Linked DNA regions of Bos taurus: region 1 is linked to region 2. The links are chromatin contacts, called in public Hi-C maps. All regions are on one chromosome and are shown on one strand. Each heading gives the region's core, a stretch centred on a gene start, on an enhancer-like site or on the middle of the called end of the contact. The rest is flanking DNA. Distances are from core to core; before and after follow the strand shown. Region 1 holds the start of NOL9 (nucleolar protein 9). Region 2 overlaps DNAJC11 (DnaJ heat shock protein family (Hsp40) member C11).

Region 1 (7,406 bases), core at 272-2,771, 55 kb after region 2:
ACTTGCCATCTGAGAGACTAAGGAGTGTGAACTGGGGAGGATTGGGGTAGGATAGGAGATGGAAGAGGGAAAGGTGCCCTTGCTTAACCTTTGCTCTCTAGTTACATTACAAAGCCAGGAAACAACTGACCTGGAATTATAATACAAAGGACGCTTAACAGCCAGGACAAAAGAATGTGTTAAAAGTGCCAGGGAAAGGCTAGCCAGCCCTTAAAGGTGGTGGCTTGGCTGTGGGTTGGGTAGGGATTGGAGGCAGTCCAGATGGTCACTCCAGAGATAGAACCCACAAGGTCTTGCAGAGGCAGGCCGGCAGAGGACCTGTAGGCACAGGCTCCCCCCACGTGACAGTTCTACTGACCTCCCCCCCACTCACCTGTCACAGAAAGTCACCGTGGGTCTTCCTCTCGCCTCTGGAAGGGCACTGTGGAGAGGGAACATGCCTGCAAGCAGGTAATCCCCAGGGAGGCTGAAGTCGGGGGAGGACGGGGTGTTGTGGCAGCTGAAAGCCCAACAGCAGGAGAGGGAGAGCTGCAGGCCGACCAGGCGCACCCCCCAGAGTGACATGCTGGCCAGACAGCCCCGCGCCTGGCATGGCCACGCCACGCCCTGTGACCAGGTTGGGCCGTTTAAACAGAATGGTCAGCAGTTGCCCAGATGCTTCCCAGTCTCATGCCTATGAAAGGGGGCGGGCTTAGAGCCCAGTTGTAGGGCTCTTTGCCTCTGCCTTCCGGGCCTGCGGTCCTCCTCAGGAACTGGGCAGGGTAAAGGCACAGGTGCAAAGCAGGTGGCACCCACTGACCCTTCCTCTGGACGGTTGTGGGTTCTGTCCTTGCTCTGGTGCCTGTGGCATCACCTGGTTCAGAACGGGATTTGAGGGGGGTCAGCTTCTTTGGGGAGGGGCTTGAGGAACAGAGTGTGAAAGGTTGCTCTCAGCGAGCTGCAGGTTTTAGAACCGTTTACCTGGGCCTCAGTTTACCGAACAAGACAAGGCTTTGAGTTATACTTGTGACCCACCCCAATCCTCAGTCTCCTGAAATTGAAATTCTGAGTAAATCGTCCCCATTTCGCCTCCTTAAACACAGTCGGTCCCTTCAGCTCAAAGACAAATGCATGCAAACAGAGGGTATGCAAATAGACAGGTTTTGTTTAAAACGTCAATCCTGGAGCTTTTTCAGTCGCGGGGAGCGGAGCGGGGAGGGGTCGGGAAAATCCTAGCTGGATTTCCGGAGAGGTGGCCCTGGACTTGGGGTATCTGACTTTCCCTCTCCACGCAGCCGGGGTGAGGCTTTTGCATAATGTAAATGGGGCTCTCGTTGGGACTGCCTGGCCGGGTGTCGCCCAGGCTTTCCCTAGGTTTCACCACCTCCAACGGGCCTGAGTCACACTTGCGCCTGCGGAGGCCAGGGTGCGCCACCAAGACTGCCGGCAGAGGGCGCCCGCACCTTCCAGAACCTTGACGGGCCGCAGGGCGGAGCGTTGGGATCTCGCGAGATTCTCGAGCGACCGGCCCCGGCAGCCAGCATGGCGGACTCCTTACTGCTGCTCAAGCGGGTTCCCTCCCGCCACACGTGGCTGCGGGCCCGCAAGGCCCGGCCCCAGCTCATCCTCAGCCGCCGGCCCCGCCGCCGGCTCCGGAACCTGCGCTGGCGCAGCCGAAGGCGGCTTCGGCGACGGCTGCTGCAGGCCCAGGCAGCCGGCGCGGACTGGCTGCAGGGCGGCTGTCTGGTGTCCGGCGACGCGGCGCTCCAGAGGCTGAAGACCTCGGCTCGCAGGCGGGCCTCCAGCCCCGAGCCGGCCGAAGATCCGGTCCCGAGTGGTCCCGCGATCCTCCCCATCCCGCCGGTGCGGCCGGCTGGCTCGGGCCGCGCTGTCCTGCTGCTGCCGCTGGGGCAGGTGGGTCGCGCCGGGGGAGCCGGGCGGGCAGCGCGGGAGGGTGGGGATACAGCCCCGGGAGCTGCAGGCTGGGAGAGGCCCTTTTCCCCCTGCGGGTACTCTGTCCGCGGGTCAGTCGCATTCCTCGGGCTGTGGTGCTGGACAGAGGGTAACAAGGATCCTCCTGAGGGAATTCTAGGTCTTTGGGGCTGCTGCTGCTACTGCTGCTGCTAAGTCGCTTCAGTCGTGTCCGACTCTGTGCGACCCCATAGACAGCAGCCCACCAGGCTCCCCCGTCCCTGGGATTCTCCAGGCAAGAACACTGGAGTGGGTTGCCATTTCCTTCTCCAATGCATGAACGTGAAAAGTGAAAGTGAAGTCGCTCAGTCGTGTCCGTCTCTTAGCGACCCCATGGACTGCAGCCCACCAGGCTCCCCCGTCCCTGGCATTCTCCAGGCAAAAGTACTGGAGTGGGGTGCCATTGCTTTCTCCGTCTTTGGGGCTGAAAGGACTTTAATAGTAATAATAGGTTGCATTTATCGAGTGCTCAGAAATGTCAGGCTCTAAGTGTTATGGGTATCTGAACTCATTTAGTGCTACATGCTCTATGGAGTCATTACCACTAGGAATGTTTAAAGAAAAACAGAACATAGCTTAAGTAACCTGCCGGAAAGATATAAGTGGAGGCAGAGCCAGCAGTCAAACCCTTCACCTGGGCGTTGGTCTGGGAGGTCCCCCGCACTATAGCTTTGTAAGGACGGGGAGCCGTGAGAACAGCAGAACTAAGTTCAGGGGGCCCCCTTAGGTCAGTGTGCGTCAGACTGTCCCTTTGGCTGCTCCGGATATGATCTTAGATTAAAAGTATTCACATTTTAATCTATTAGTTTAAAATACATCATTACCTACAAGTTATTCTGTTACTTAGCGATAAATCTCTCTTTTTTTTAATTCATCTCCTTTTGATAACCTGAAGAGCCAGTTAAAATCTTAGAAGTTTTCTGTCATTGGTAGCAGAATCTGTAAGCTTATTTTTCCTTTCTTTTTTCGTCCCCTCCAGGGCTTTACTTTTAGTGGGATCTGTTGTGTGACCTGCCTCTACGGCCAGGTGCAGGTGTTTGGTTTTACCATCAGCCAGGGCCAGCCTGCCCAAAATGTCTTCTCCACCTACACCCACTCTCGTCTGACCATCAATGCTGTTCATTATTCAGTGCATGAGAAAAGCAAGAAGGAGATGAAGAGAGAAGCCCGAGTTCTGCTCAGACCTTATCTGAACCAAGGTAATGAAGAGAACTGAGTGACTTACTGAGGATGTATCATAATAAGGCAAAAACTTTTTTTTTTTTTTTGTCCACACCCTGCAGCATGTGGGGTCTTAGTTCCCTTGATAGAACCCATGTCCCCTACAGTGGAAGCTTGGAGTCTTAACCACTGGAGCACCAGGGAAGACCCAAGGCGAATAATTTTTAGTTGTTTACTGTGGCCTCAAACTTGCACTCTTTACTATATGTATTTAAACCCTCAAGGTCTGGAGAGTGAAGCTCTTTTTACCATTTCACAGATGAGGAAAGTCACCAAGGCCACACAGTGTTCAGGTAGCAAACCTGGATTGATTTCTCCATCCAGGTGTGTTTCTGTCATGCAGTATGGCCTCCTGAAAAAGGCTGTCATACATAATTCCTAGTCTCAAAAGGTGTGGACTTTAGCAGAGGAGAGGAAAGTCCCACGGGGCATAGCGTTTGATGGAGTGCTGTTTCTAAGGCAGCTTATGTCTCTCTTTACAGATGACAGATATTGTTTGATGAGCAGTTTTTCTCCTCTGTGTTCCATCGTGTTGCTGGAACGTCTGAAAACCTCCACCGTGAACTTTATAATCAGCCATCCAGGTTTATCTTACATTTTCGTACAAGAGGTAGAACCAGTTTTCATTCAGAGTTTTGTTCATTACTTTCACCAAAACAGTCAGATGACTATGTAGGATGCCCCTAGTCTTATCTGTCTGTCATGTTGTGCTATAAGTCATACAGAATGTAACACATGTGTACAGTAAAAAAGTCAATAGAAGGATATATCAGAAAAATTGTCTCTTCTACGCCACTTAGCTTCATTCCCCAGATAAAGTCACCATTTTCTGTTATAGTTGATTAAATGCCTTTTGATATTTTTAAAATGGTTATCTTTATATTTTGATTCACCAACTTGAGACAGTATGAATTCTTTATAAATTCTGAGTAATTTCAGCGTACTTACACTTTGTCCCATCTCTTCCTTTCCTCATTTCCAAATTTTTGCTGTCCTTACTATTAATTTCCTGAAGTCAGATTGGTTCCTAAAATTGTCTCCCATGAGCCAGTAAATTGAGCCAAATCTATAGGAACATCAGACTTCACGTGAGGTGTGAGGAGGAATCAGGGAGCAGCAGCAGGTTTTTTGGCCGGACTGTCTGAGTGCGCCGAGACATGGGGCTGTAGGAGGAGACTTAGATCTGTAGCTGAAAGATGCCTCTTAGACATCCAATTGGAGATGCCTGCTGGGCAGTTGAATGTGTGAGTCAAATTCAGAGAAGAGGTTGTGTGCATGGGTGTGTGTTGAGTCGCTTCAGTTGTGTCTGAGTCTTTGTGGCCCTAGGGACTGTAGCCAGGCTTCTGTGTCCATGGGATTCTCCAGGCAGGAATACTGGAGTGGGTTGCCATGCCCTCCTCCAAGGGATCTTCCTGACCCAGGGATCAAACCTGTGTCTCTTGTCTCCTGCATTGGCAGGAGGGTTTTTTACTACTGAGCCACCCAGGAAGCCCAGAGAAGAGGTTTCAAATGTAAATTTGGGTGCTTTCAGTAGAATAGGGTTCCATCGCTTCTTGGCCTTTGGACTAAGATCAAGTGTAGTATCTATTCTTATCAGAATAGGGTTCCAAAGCCCATGAGATGGGATAATGACACTGAGAAGTTGATGCAGGTAGAAATGATAAGTTCAAGGTCTGAGCCTGAGGAGCAACAGAGAGACTGAGGAGTGGTAGTGCTCATGTTAAAGGAGAGCAGGTGAGTGTAATCAGGGAGCCTCTGAAGGAAGTGGGGGTGCCTGACGTTGCTGATGGTGAGATGAAGCCTGAGAAAGGAATTGCGTGCAGGCTCACCTTCTGGACAGGGTGGTTTTATGGCATTGCTGAGCAGACCAGCCTGATTGGAATGGAATCAAGGGCTGGGGAAGGAGGAGCTCAAGGGTTCAGTGGTTAGGGATTTTGCTTTTAGAGAGTTTAGCTATAAAGGAAAGAAAAAGATGAAACAGGTTGGAAGAGTAAGCCTGGTCGAGAGAGTTCTGGGTTTTGTTAAGATGGATGGAAAGAACCGCATGCTTGAACACAGCTTGTAGGAAAAAGCCACAGAAGAGCACGCTGATGGTGCCGTGGGGAGAGGATGGAGGGAGGGGTTCCAGTGTCTGTGTGGTCTGTTGGCCTTGGGAGCAGAGGCGCTTCCTTGAGAGTGGCTGGAGGAAATGCCCAGGACAGGGATGGAGGAGCGAAGCTCTCTTCTGATTGTTTCCTCTTACTCTGTGAAATGGTTCGGGGGATCACTGAGCGGAGGCATAGGGAGTAGGCAGGGGTTGGGGGTTTGACATGGAAGGAGAAGCTAAGAAATGCAGGCAGGATGATGCACGGGCTTCTGCGGTCACGTTAATTTAGTCAGTGCAGAATCTAGCAGCCTGGGAGGGCCACAGCGGTGGACATGGAGACCCCACCTGGCAGTGAGTGTTTCAGGTGCTGTGATCAGACTTGTTCCTTTTTCACTTACTTTCAGGTTTGTTTGTTTTTTTTCCTGCAACTACTCAAGCACCACTATTTAGATTCCTTATGATCTTTCTTGGATAACTTCCTCCTCCCCCCATGCCTATGTGTTAGTACCTTCTGGAATTGTATTTTCATATAAGGCAGAGAGTAACCTTTAGATTATCTCATTTTATAAGATGTTCTTATTTTGCCCTCAGTGATTGATAGTTGAGAATCAACTGAGAGGTGAGACGAAAGAAGGGATCAGAGTTATCTTTTTTCTCCTTTTTAATGTTTATTTATCTAGCCTCAACAGGTCTTAGTTGCACCTCTCAGGATGTTTAGTTATGGCATGCGAAGTCCCATTTGCGGCTTGTGGGATCTAGTTCCCTAACCAGGCATCAAACCCGGGCCCTCTGCATTAGGGGTGTGGAGTCTTAGCCAATGGGACCACCAAGGAAGTCCCCAAAGTTATCTTTTGTAGCTCACAACTATTTGAGGCTTATTAATTTCGAACCAAAGTAAAAGAAGCACATTATGTTATCATTTTCAGGTCCGGACTTTCCAGATTAACTCTGAGTATTTTGCCTTGAGATCTGTGGGTATTAGAAGAGAGAAAAAAAAAACTGGCTTGCGTTTAACGGAGAGCGCCTTTGCAGTTATGGAAGAGTTAGTGAGCATTTCTAGCGGTGAGTGATACAAACTGATGTAGTCTAGAGTTCGTCCGCCAGAGCCTCAGAGGATTACTGTTCATGATCAGAGTCCTAAAGACGACAGCTCGTGTCAGGGGTCAATGTTTGTTTCCCCTCCAGAAGAAGCAGACAGCTGCCCCGTCATTCTGGTCTGTGGCTGCCAGGACATTGGAAAGTCAACGTTTAATAGATACCTCATTAACCAGCTGTTAAATAGGTAAGAGTGTTTTAATCCTGTTGTGACATATTGCCAGACTTTCAGCAGGAAGTAGGATTTTTGATTTGAGAAGCTAGACGGGATTGCATCTCAGCTCCTCCATAGAGATGACATACAAGTCTGTACAGAGCCGCTCAGCTGAGGAGGCCTCCTGGTTGTGCCGTTTGGGGGTGCAGCTATGGCCCTCTCAGGTGTGCCCACCTTGCCGGTCGGGGAGCTCACGAAAGCCATCAGTTGATCTCAGAATCTGTTTTTGTCCAAACCCAGAGAGTCGGAGCAGGGATAAAGTCTATGGTATTTAAAAAATAAAGTTTGAGGAAAGGCAGAGTTGTATCCATATAGCGAATAGACACTGTAGCCAGGCCTGCATCCCGTTTTCTCTTCACTGATATTTTCTCTATGCTGGTGTCATCTTCGGAGCATTCTGCCTGCAAGGCTGTGCGGGGTGGGGTATGCCTGTGTGTCACATAAAATCTTTATGTTCTGATTTACCTTGGACATGGTAAATAAAACGAGTTAAGATCTCTTTCTTTTAAATTTTCAGTGTATCCTGCGTTGATTATTTGGAATGTGATCTGGGGCAGACAGAATTTACTCCTCCGGGTTGCATTTCTTTGCTTAATATTACAGAACCAGTTCTAGGTATGTATTCTACATTTCTTAAATGTCTTGGTTTTACACAGTACAAAAATAATGATACAAGAAAGTCAAAGAGTACAAAAGTATAAAATATAAAAAGATGAACACATCTCCCCATGAAACTTATGGTCTTCCCATAAGAATTCCTCTGGTCTCAAAAAAAAAACCCCTAAAAACCCAATGATACCTTTCTAGAGTTCTATTTTAATAAATGGAACTACCATCCAT
Region 2 (7,443 bases), core at 4,389-6,888:
TTCCTTTTAGAACTTGGGTGAAGTCTGGCTGCAAACTTGGACTTACCCATGTAGCCACAGTCAAAACACAGCACCATGCATCCTTTGGGGATCTCTGGCACACTGAGACCTTGGGGCTCCCCACCTGTGACTTCCCTTTGGGGGGCCCCCCTCTTCCCAGACACAGTGGTTGCCCCAGACTCTGAACTTTAATTCTTCAATAGGACTACAGATTCCTTTGCAGTTGTAATCATCCATTGTGGTATAGAGTGAGAACTGCCTTCAGGCTAAAGGCTGTTTTTTTAAAAAGTCCAGCAGCTCACCAGTGCCAGTTGGCGCTTCTGCCCTCTGTTGTTGTCTGGTCCCCGAGGGTGTGGGTCACATTGGTCGAGAGTTCGCAGTTGATGTCTGTGGGCTAACTGGACCTGTGGGAGCCACCCGGCCGTCACTGAGGCTTGACAGGCCATCTGGAGGCGTGGCCTCCCCTGCCTCCCGGGCCATGTGTGCTCTGCTTGGGTGTGAGTCTGCTGCTTGCGGTCAGCAGGTATCGAGCCCTTTCTTCTGCCAGACCTAGGGGCCTGCTCAGGGGAGTGGACCGTGAGGCGTGCAGACTGGGTTCCACCTCCCCAGGTCCTGTGGGTCAAGAGGTTCTTCCTGGGCTGGGACACCCTCGCCGAGCCCCCGTTCCCTGGGAACCTGACTCACATGGGCACTCGGCTCTGTTCTGTTCTCAGGTTAAATAGGGCCAGTCAGACCTACTTCTTCCCCATCCACCTGACAGACCAGCTGCTGCCCAGCGCCGTGTTCTATGCCACCGCGGGGCCGCTCGTGCTGTACTTCGCTCTGCACCGCCTGGTCATCAGACCCTACCTCAGGGCTCAGAAGGAGAAGTGAGTTCTCAGCACTGCTGGGGACGGGGCCGAACTGCCCTGTGCCCAGCTCCCCCGTCTGTGACGTGGAGAGGGTAGCAGCCGCCCCACAGGGCGTGAGGGAAACCCCCTAAGCTGATAGGTGTACAGTGCTCACTGCGGAGTCTGGGCACGTCAAGACCTCAGTGAGTATTAGCTAGTTGTTATCAGTAGTAGCGGTACTGCTGTTGGCAACACTTGGGTTAACTTCTGTCTGTCCACATTCCTACTTTCAGAAAGAATTAGAGTTAGTTTACCAAACTGTTGGGACTATAAGCCATGACCACAGAAATGAGAAGTCTTCCTTTTTCTCATTCTAACCATTTCTTTGCCTGGCACTGAATTCAAAGAGATCGGGCTCTGAGTTCCTACAAACAAGGCCCATGTTAACTACAGTCTTGGAAGTCATCTAGATGTAATTTATTTTGCCGTTTCTTAGAGATAATCCATTAGCCCAGCATTAAACCCAAGAGGAGGTTTAACTTCATTACTTTACAATGATCTCATTTAATAGATCACTGAACTTAGTCAGGGAGCAAGGAGCCCAAGGAAGGCTCTTGGGGGGCCCCTCCAGCCTCTGATTCATTTGAGTTCGGGATCCTAATTCCCCAGCAGACTGAAGGCTTGGAGCAGAGGGTGTGCTGGGCAAGGCTGGTAGGACACGTGTGTGCTGCCCAGGTCCCCGTGCTCTGCTGTATTTTATCGCATGAAGCGTGCCTTGTCCCTGCCAAGGGTGTCCTGTGGTAATGCCTGATTGGGGGCATCTCCTGAGAGTCTCACCCTCTCCCGCTTTCCTGAGATTACTGCTGCGAGGAGTCCTCCTCCCACTGAGGTTGGGGAGAGCCATCTGGGGACCACAGGACAGCTGCACAGGCCTGGGACAAACAGATTTGCTTGAACTTGCCTTGGAAATAGTGTTTAAAGTTCTAGAACTGGGAACGCAGTAAGATTTACAGGCTGTTGGCAGGGTGCAGGTCCAGCCTGGGGCACTGTGGCCTCCCGTGCTGGTAACCCATGTTCCTCACACATGGCTTGTGTTTTCCTCGCCTCAGGGAACTGGAGAAGCAAAGGGAAAGCACAGCCACCGACATCCTGCAGAAGAAACAAGAGGCAGAAGCTGCCGTAAGTGCTGCGTCACCGGCTCCCTTCCAGGCCTCTGCCCTGTGAGGATCTGAGCGTGGACCAGGCCGCACCATGCTCCCATCCTTTCTCGTCCACGTTTCTTAAACCTGTGGGGGACATGCTTCACACCCTGCAGAGTGGTCTCAGGAGCCTTGGGTCTTGGGCTTTTCTTCCCCGACAGCCTCCCTGGTCATCTAGTCTTTACGTTACTGCCTGTGGGATGCAGTGCTGGGCGTGTCTGTCTGTGCCCTGAAGAGTCAACCCTGTTACCCTGCAAAGACATTACCAGGTTTTTTAAAAGTGGTGGGTGTTGTCCTTTTTCTTCCCTGTGAGTGAATTGTTTTTCCAAGACTGCAGTAGCAGCCACGTCCAGAGAAATGGACAAGCAGGACCGACAGGCACCAGGCATGTGGCCCTGGCTCTGAGGGAGCCTCCGGAGGCCCTGATAGTAGTGTCCTTGTCCTCTGCAGGTTCGGTTGATGCAGGAATCTGTCCGAAGAATAATTGAGGCCGAAGAGTCCAGAATGGGTGAGCAGGCCTGGCCTCTCTGAGGACAGGGTGGGTGCTGGGTTTCCGCAGGAGCACATGGCTCCTGCAGCCAGGCTGCACGGGGGTTGCCTGCCAAGGCTGCCCTGCCCTGACCAGCCCTGTCCTCAGGGCTCATCATTGTCAACGCCTGGTATGGAAAATTTGTCAATGACAAGAGCAAGAAGAGCGAGAAGGTGAAGGTGATCGATGTGACCGTGCCCCTGCAGTGTCTGGTGAAGGACTCCAAGCTCATCCTCACCGAGGCCTCCAAGGTGGGCGCTCGAGGTAGATGGGAGGGGCACCTGGGGAAGAGGGACCCTCTAAGGGGCCATGTCACTGCAGCGGAACCCGTCATGCTGCCGCATTCCCTATGCGAGATGCAGCCCAGGACCCAGGTTACAGCCACACTGGAGCAGTTGACGTCATCCATCCATCCAGCCACTCATCTGTCCATCCATTGCCAACTGTTTTTTGAGCCCCTACTGTGTGCCAGTTACAGCAGCAAACAAAATATACCTCCTGCCTTTGGGCGCTCACACTCTGTGCCTTGCCTGGTTCCAGAAGGGGGGTCCGCCTGTAGTACACCAGAGGCTCAGGGGGAGTGGGGTGTGTGCCAGAGGTGAGTTAAAGCACAGAGGAGCTCAGGCAGAGTGCCCTGGTCCCTGAGTGGGTTCCTGGTCTTGCGTCCTCTGCAGGGCTTCCTTGAAGATGGAGGGTGTTTTAGTGTGGCAGTGGGGCAAGTCTAGGACTAAGTAGGCAGCTTGTTAAAATCCTCTTTCCTGTACTCAGGCTCCCAGGATTGCATCCTTCGTGGGCAGTGTCCACACTGCCCCTCCGGGCAGGTACTGACTACAGCGCCACTGGGCTTCAAACGCCTGTCTCCAGTGAGAATCTGTCTGTTGCAGGCTGGGCTGCCCGGCTTCTACGACCCGTGTGTGGGTGAAGAGAAGAACCTGAAAGTGCTTTACCAGTTCCGCGGGGTCCTTCATCAGGTCATGGCGCTCGACAGCGAGGCACTCAGGATACCAAAGCAGTGTGAGTAGCTGCCCCTGGCTGTCACCCGTCCTTGCCCAGAGACAGGCCCAGGGACCTCAGTGGCGGGGGCAACAAAAGCCTTCCTTCTATCCTTGGCCGGGGAGCCATAGGCTTGGGCATCGTGACCTACACAGACCTGGGAAATGATGCCCTGAGGGAGGGGTCAGCCCTTTCCCAGGTGGTAGTGAGCTCTTGGAAACTGCAGCCGGGGTGACTAGGTATGAGGCAGACCCAGTGGCTCCTCTGTGTTCAAGAACACAGTGATTTTTGGCAGCTCATCCTCTGCCCAGCTTCAGGCCAGGCAGCCTCTGGCCAGGGCCTGGTTGATCCCCGCTACGTGGAAAGAGTGCGTGGAAACAGTTGCCTTTAGATGCGCTGATTTTGTCTTTTCTTTTACAGCTCACAGAATTGATACTGATGGATAAACTACTTGAGAAGCCAGATTCAAAAGGGGCTGCAAAAGAATTTCCCCAGGAGTCAACAAATTTTGGAAAGAAGCAGGGAAAAAAACCCAGAATCAGATGTTTATTTTGTATTTGCATAGAAAGTGGTACTGGCTCAATTATGTGAAGGGACACACAGATGCCCCGAGGCAACCCCACCAGGACCGGAACCGCAGCTGGGCCCGAGTCTGTTCCCAAGGATCATGTCCCCGCAGGGAAGGCCCGGCCCCCGGGGCCTCAGGGTCCCTCGCCGGCTGAGCCACCCAGTAGCTCTGTCTGCCGTGAGGTATTTATGAACACCTCGCCCTCATGCCCGTGACCGTGAGCTACCTTTCCTAAAATCCACACTGAACACAGAAAACAAAACGGAAGGAGGGAAGCCGTTCCCAGGAGCAGAGTCTCTGGATCAAGGGAACGCCTGTTGAGTCACCTTCCTGCTGAAATGTGACTGCGTGAATCTGGACAGGATGGTGTGGGTTTATAAATCTGCTTTTTACCTGAGAACGAGTGGCTTTGGGAATTAAGTCTCCTCCGTCCCCTCCCAGAACTTCTCAAGTCATTCCACTGGCACCTGGCTTGGGACAGAGGATGTCACTCCGGTCCCAGGAGCCACCTGTGTCCTCATGTGAAGCAGCGTTGCCTCTGCCCTCCCCCACACAGCTCAGTCCATGCGGCCCGGAGAGGTCAGAGTGGGAGCCAAGAGGCTCAAGGGGTTCCAGGGGCCCCTCCCTGCTCGCTGCCAGCAGGTGGCACTGCTGCTCCCACACCGGCTCAGTCAGTCTCCTCTGGGCTGCCCGTACCCATTTGGGTGTCTGCTCCCAGGAACCCCTTCCTTCACACGCCTCTTTTGAGGATGCAGAGTATTTCACAACCAGGCCCCTCCTAACCAGCCTGGCTGGTGAACAGTCACTGGAGGAGCAGACGCCTGGCTGGTTGGGGTTCAGGCAGCCTCTGTGCGGCTCCTGTTCAATCAGGCCTTGCCCCTGATGTCGGTACCGGAGAAGTCACTCACAACCCCCTTCCTCCAGTGTTTAAAGGTAGTTCAGGTTGTCCAATTCTGTAATATTTATCTCCACTTAAAAGTTCCCTGCAAGAGCAGCTGCTCTGAATGTAAATCGTGCAATAAGTGTCGAGTTAGTGGAGTCCGACCTTGGCCATAGCCTGTGCCCCTCCTGGCAGGCCGTCCCTCCTGTTGTTGAACAGGGACTGAACAGAGGACACGCTCTTACCACAATAAACCTTTCCTGAAAGCCGGGGGCAGTGTCTGTATGCGTCTGTGTGTTCATTTTAGGAGCCACCAGGTAGAGGGACTTGCCTCCTCCTCACAGGCCTTGCCCCACCCTCTGTTCTCAGGGTTCAAACTGTGAGACCTGACTTGAGGCTGGGGTATTTTCTCTGCCAGACATCTGCCTGAGAATTTTAAGAGTCCAGAGTTCAAATCACAGGCTAGGTGGTTTTTGTTTTGTTTCGTTTTGTTTTTAATTAAAGGCAACTTTTTTGGGAAGTCAAATATGGTCACGCCCTGCTGGTCCTTCAGCAGGAAACAGGAAGTCAGTCTCCTCAGCTGTGACCATGCTCAGGAGAACTCAAACCAGTGCTCACTCACTTTTAAATAAAGGAGGCAGCACACGGGGTAGGAAGACACTTTATTACGTTGCTCACTCACACCGGCCGCGCAGAGGTACTCCTGGGACAGAGCCAGCCGTCCAGGTGATGGAGGGGACGCCTCGCTGCCTTAGGGTCAGCTAGCGCCCCACATCCCCCACCCCAGCCGGGGCCTACCTACCCCTCAGGGACATGGTCGGCCACACTGGCCCAGGGTGGTTCCAAGGACGCTCACCCAGCTTGTGCTAGAGAGGCAGCTGGGCTGTCACCTTCTGAAGGGAGAGCCAAGGTGTCCTGTTCAGGGCCCCAGCCTCCTCCCCGCCAGGGCCACCACACTCCCACTTGAGGCGGCGCTGGCCTAAGGGTCAAAGTGGGACCAAAAGGTCCACAGCCAGAGAGTCTGGAGACCATGGCCCCTCCTCTCAGAGGCTCAAACGGCCCAGTAGGCAGCTCAGCTCTGCTGCCCCAGCCGAGGCCTGGCCTGGAGTCCCGGCCGCCCTGCGAGGCGGGCACGCAGCCGGCTGCACATCCTCCGCATCACCAGCCTCTGGGCCTTCAGGCGCCTGCGGAGCTTTTCGTTCTCCTTCAGAGTCAGGAAGAGTTTTTTTTTCAGGGTGTCTAAGTCCAAAAGGGCATAGCTGTGATCGGACGGCTGTGTGGGGAGGCGCCTCTTCAGCTCTGGGGGGCTAGCTGGCTGACCAGGGACCCCAGAAGTTTCTGGTGTGTGTGGCGGGACCTGAGGACAGAGGTCAGTGAGGGACCAGAGCAGCAGCCAGGGACCTGAGGCCAAGGGGGCTCCCCTGACACCCAGAACTGCTGGGCCGCAGCTGTTGCGGGTAAAGTCTGAGGTCCAGGCTGGTGCTCTGGTTCGAGCACCAGTTTTCTTCATTCTGTTTGAAGCAAATCCCCTCAGACTGAGACCAGTCCTGTGCTGCCTTCACGCCAAGCCCGGCCTCACCTGTGCTCCTAGGCCTCCAACCTCGGGGGGCAGCTGCAGCACTTCAACTGTCGTATCCATCTTCCTCCCCAGGCCACACTCCCCGGAGCCCGTCTCAGGGAGGACCTGTAAAGACAGGGCGGAGCCAGCCGTTCGTGGGTCCTCCCCAGCTGCTACTTATCCTGCCAGGAGTCCCTTCACACCACATGGGGGCTGCCAGGGCACCAGCAGGACAGCTAGCCGCCTCCACAGCCTGGGGCCAAACCTTTAGAGATGAGCAGGAGCCAGACTTGCGACTGGCTGCCACTGCTTGATACTGAACAGGGAGGAGGAGGCATGGACAGCTTCAGCTTCTCCTTCTCTAGGAAAACGGAATCCAAACCCCAACTTGTAAGGAAAGCATGATGAGCTCCAGTGGGCTGGCCTGGCGGGAAGGCGCAGGAGCTCAGTTGGAACACTTGTGACCAGCAGGGCAAACTCACCTTTCTCTCCCCAGAGGTGGCATCTCCACTCCGGCCGGTAGGGTCCGTGTTCTCCCTCACCAGCTGCAAGAGATGCAGAGCTGCTGTGGACAGGCCCCGGGGTGGGCACAGGAGATCTGCACCAGAGGGTCCATCAGGCCTCACCTGTCTCTGTCCCCATGCTCAGCCCAGCCCAGCTCTCCTCTCACCATCCACCAGTGCCCCTCCTCCACAGTCCCCAAACCTTGGGTCAGAGACCCACTGAAGCCAGAGACCTGGCATTCTTCAAGGGAAAACACCCAACTCAAAGCCTGCAGTCCCCAGGCCTCCAAAGAACTGAGCAGAAACCATGGGGACCACAATTTCAACTCCCCGCACCCCCACTCTGCCCCCAGGCACCAAAAGCACTAGAGGCAGGACCACAA

The links. A called contact is a pair of places that touch in the nucleus more often than the background predicts.
Region 1: a Hi-C map of skeletal muscle shows a contact between it and region 2, with 6 times the contacts expected there. The contact joins the promoter of NOL9 here to the enhancer-like site in region 2. A contact is called at or near these places in 2 of 11 Hi-C or Micro-C datasets (liver and skeletal muscle).

What each region holds. Positions count from the first base shown.
Region 1 is chr16:46,831,262-46,838,667 of ARS-UCD2.0, forward strand. It overlaps NOL9 (nucleolar protein 9), which reads left to right and starts at 1,522. Exons shown (of 12, transcript NM_001206599.1): 1 at 1,522-1,893; 2 at 2,930-3,149; 3 at 3,654-3,781; 4 at 6,184-6,319; 5 at 6,443-6,539; 6 at 7,084-7,181. The coding sequence starts at 1,522. TAS1R1 (taste 1 receptor member 1) reads right to left here and starts at 1,412. Exons shown (of 6, transcript XM_002694166.6): 1 at 374-1,412. The coding sequence starts at 564.
Region 2 is chr16:46,772,338-46,779,780 of ARS-UCD2.0, forward strand. It overlaps DNAJC11 (DnaJ heat shock protein family (Hsp40) member C11), which reads left to right. Exons shown (of 16, transcript NM_001045993.1): 11 at 714-869; 12 at 1,940-2,009; 13 at 2,480-2,537; 14 at 2,667-2,809; 15 at 3,443-3,572; 16 at 3,972-5,268. The coding sequence ends at 3,997. THAP3 (THAP domain containing 3) reads right to left here. Exons shown (of 5, transcript NM_001075347.1): 3 at 7,040-7,102; 4 at 6,579-6,683; 5 at 5,645-6,356. The coding sequence ends at 6,072. Among named protein-coding and RNA genes, the nearest start is that of THAP3, 7.5 kb to the right of the region's middle. Within about 2 kb of position 5,639, at least 21 of the 102 cell types and tissues checked have an H3K27ac peak or open chromatin away from gene starts, as enhancers often do. A contact at or near this core is called in skeletal muscle, where this site is marked.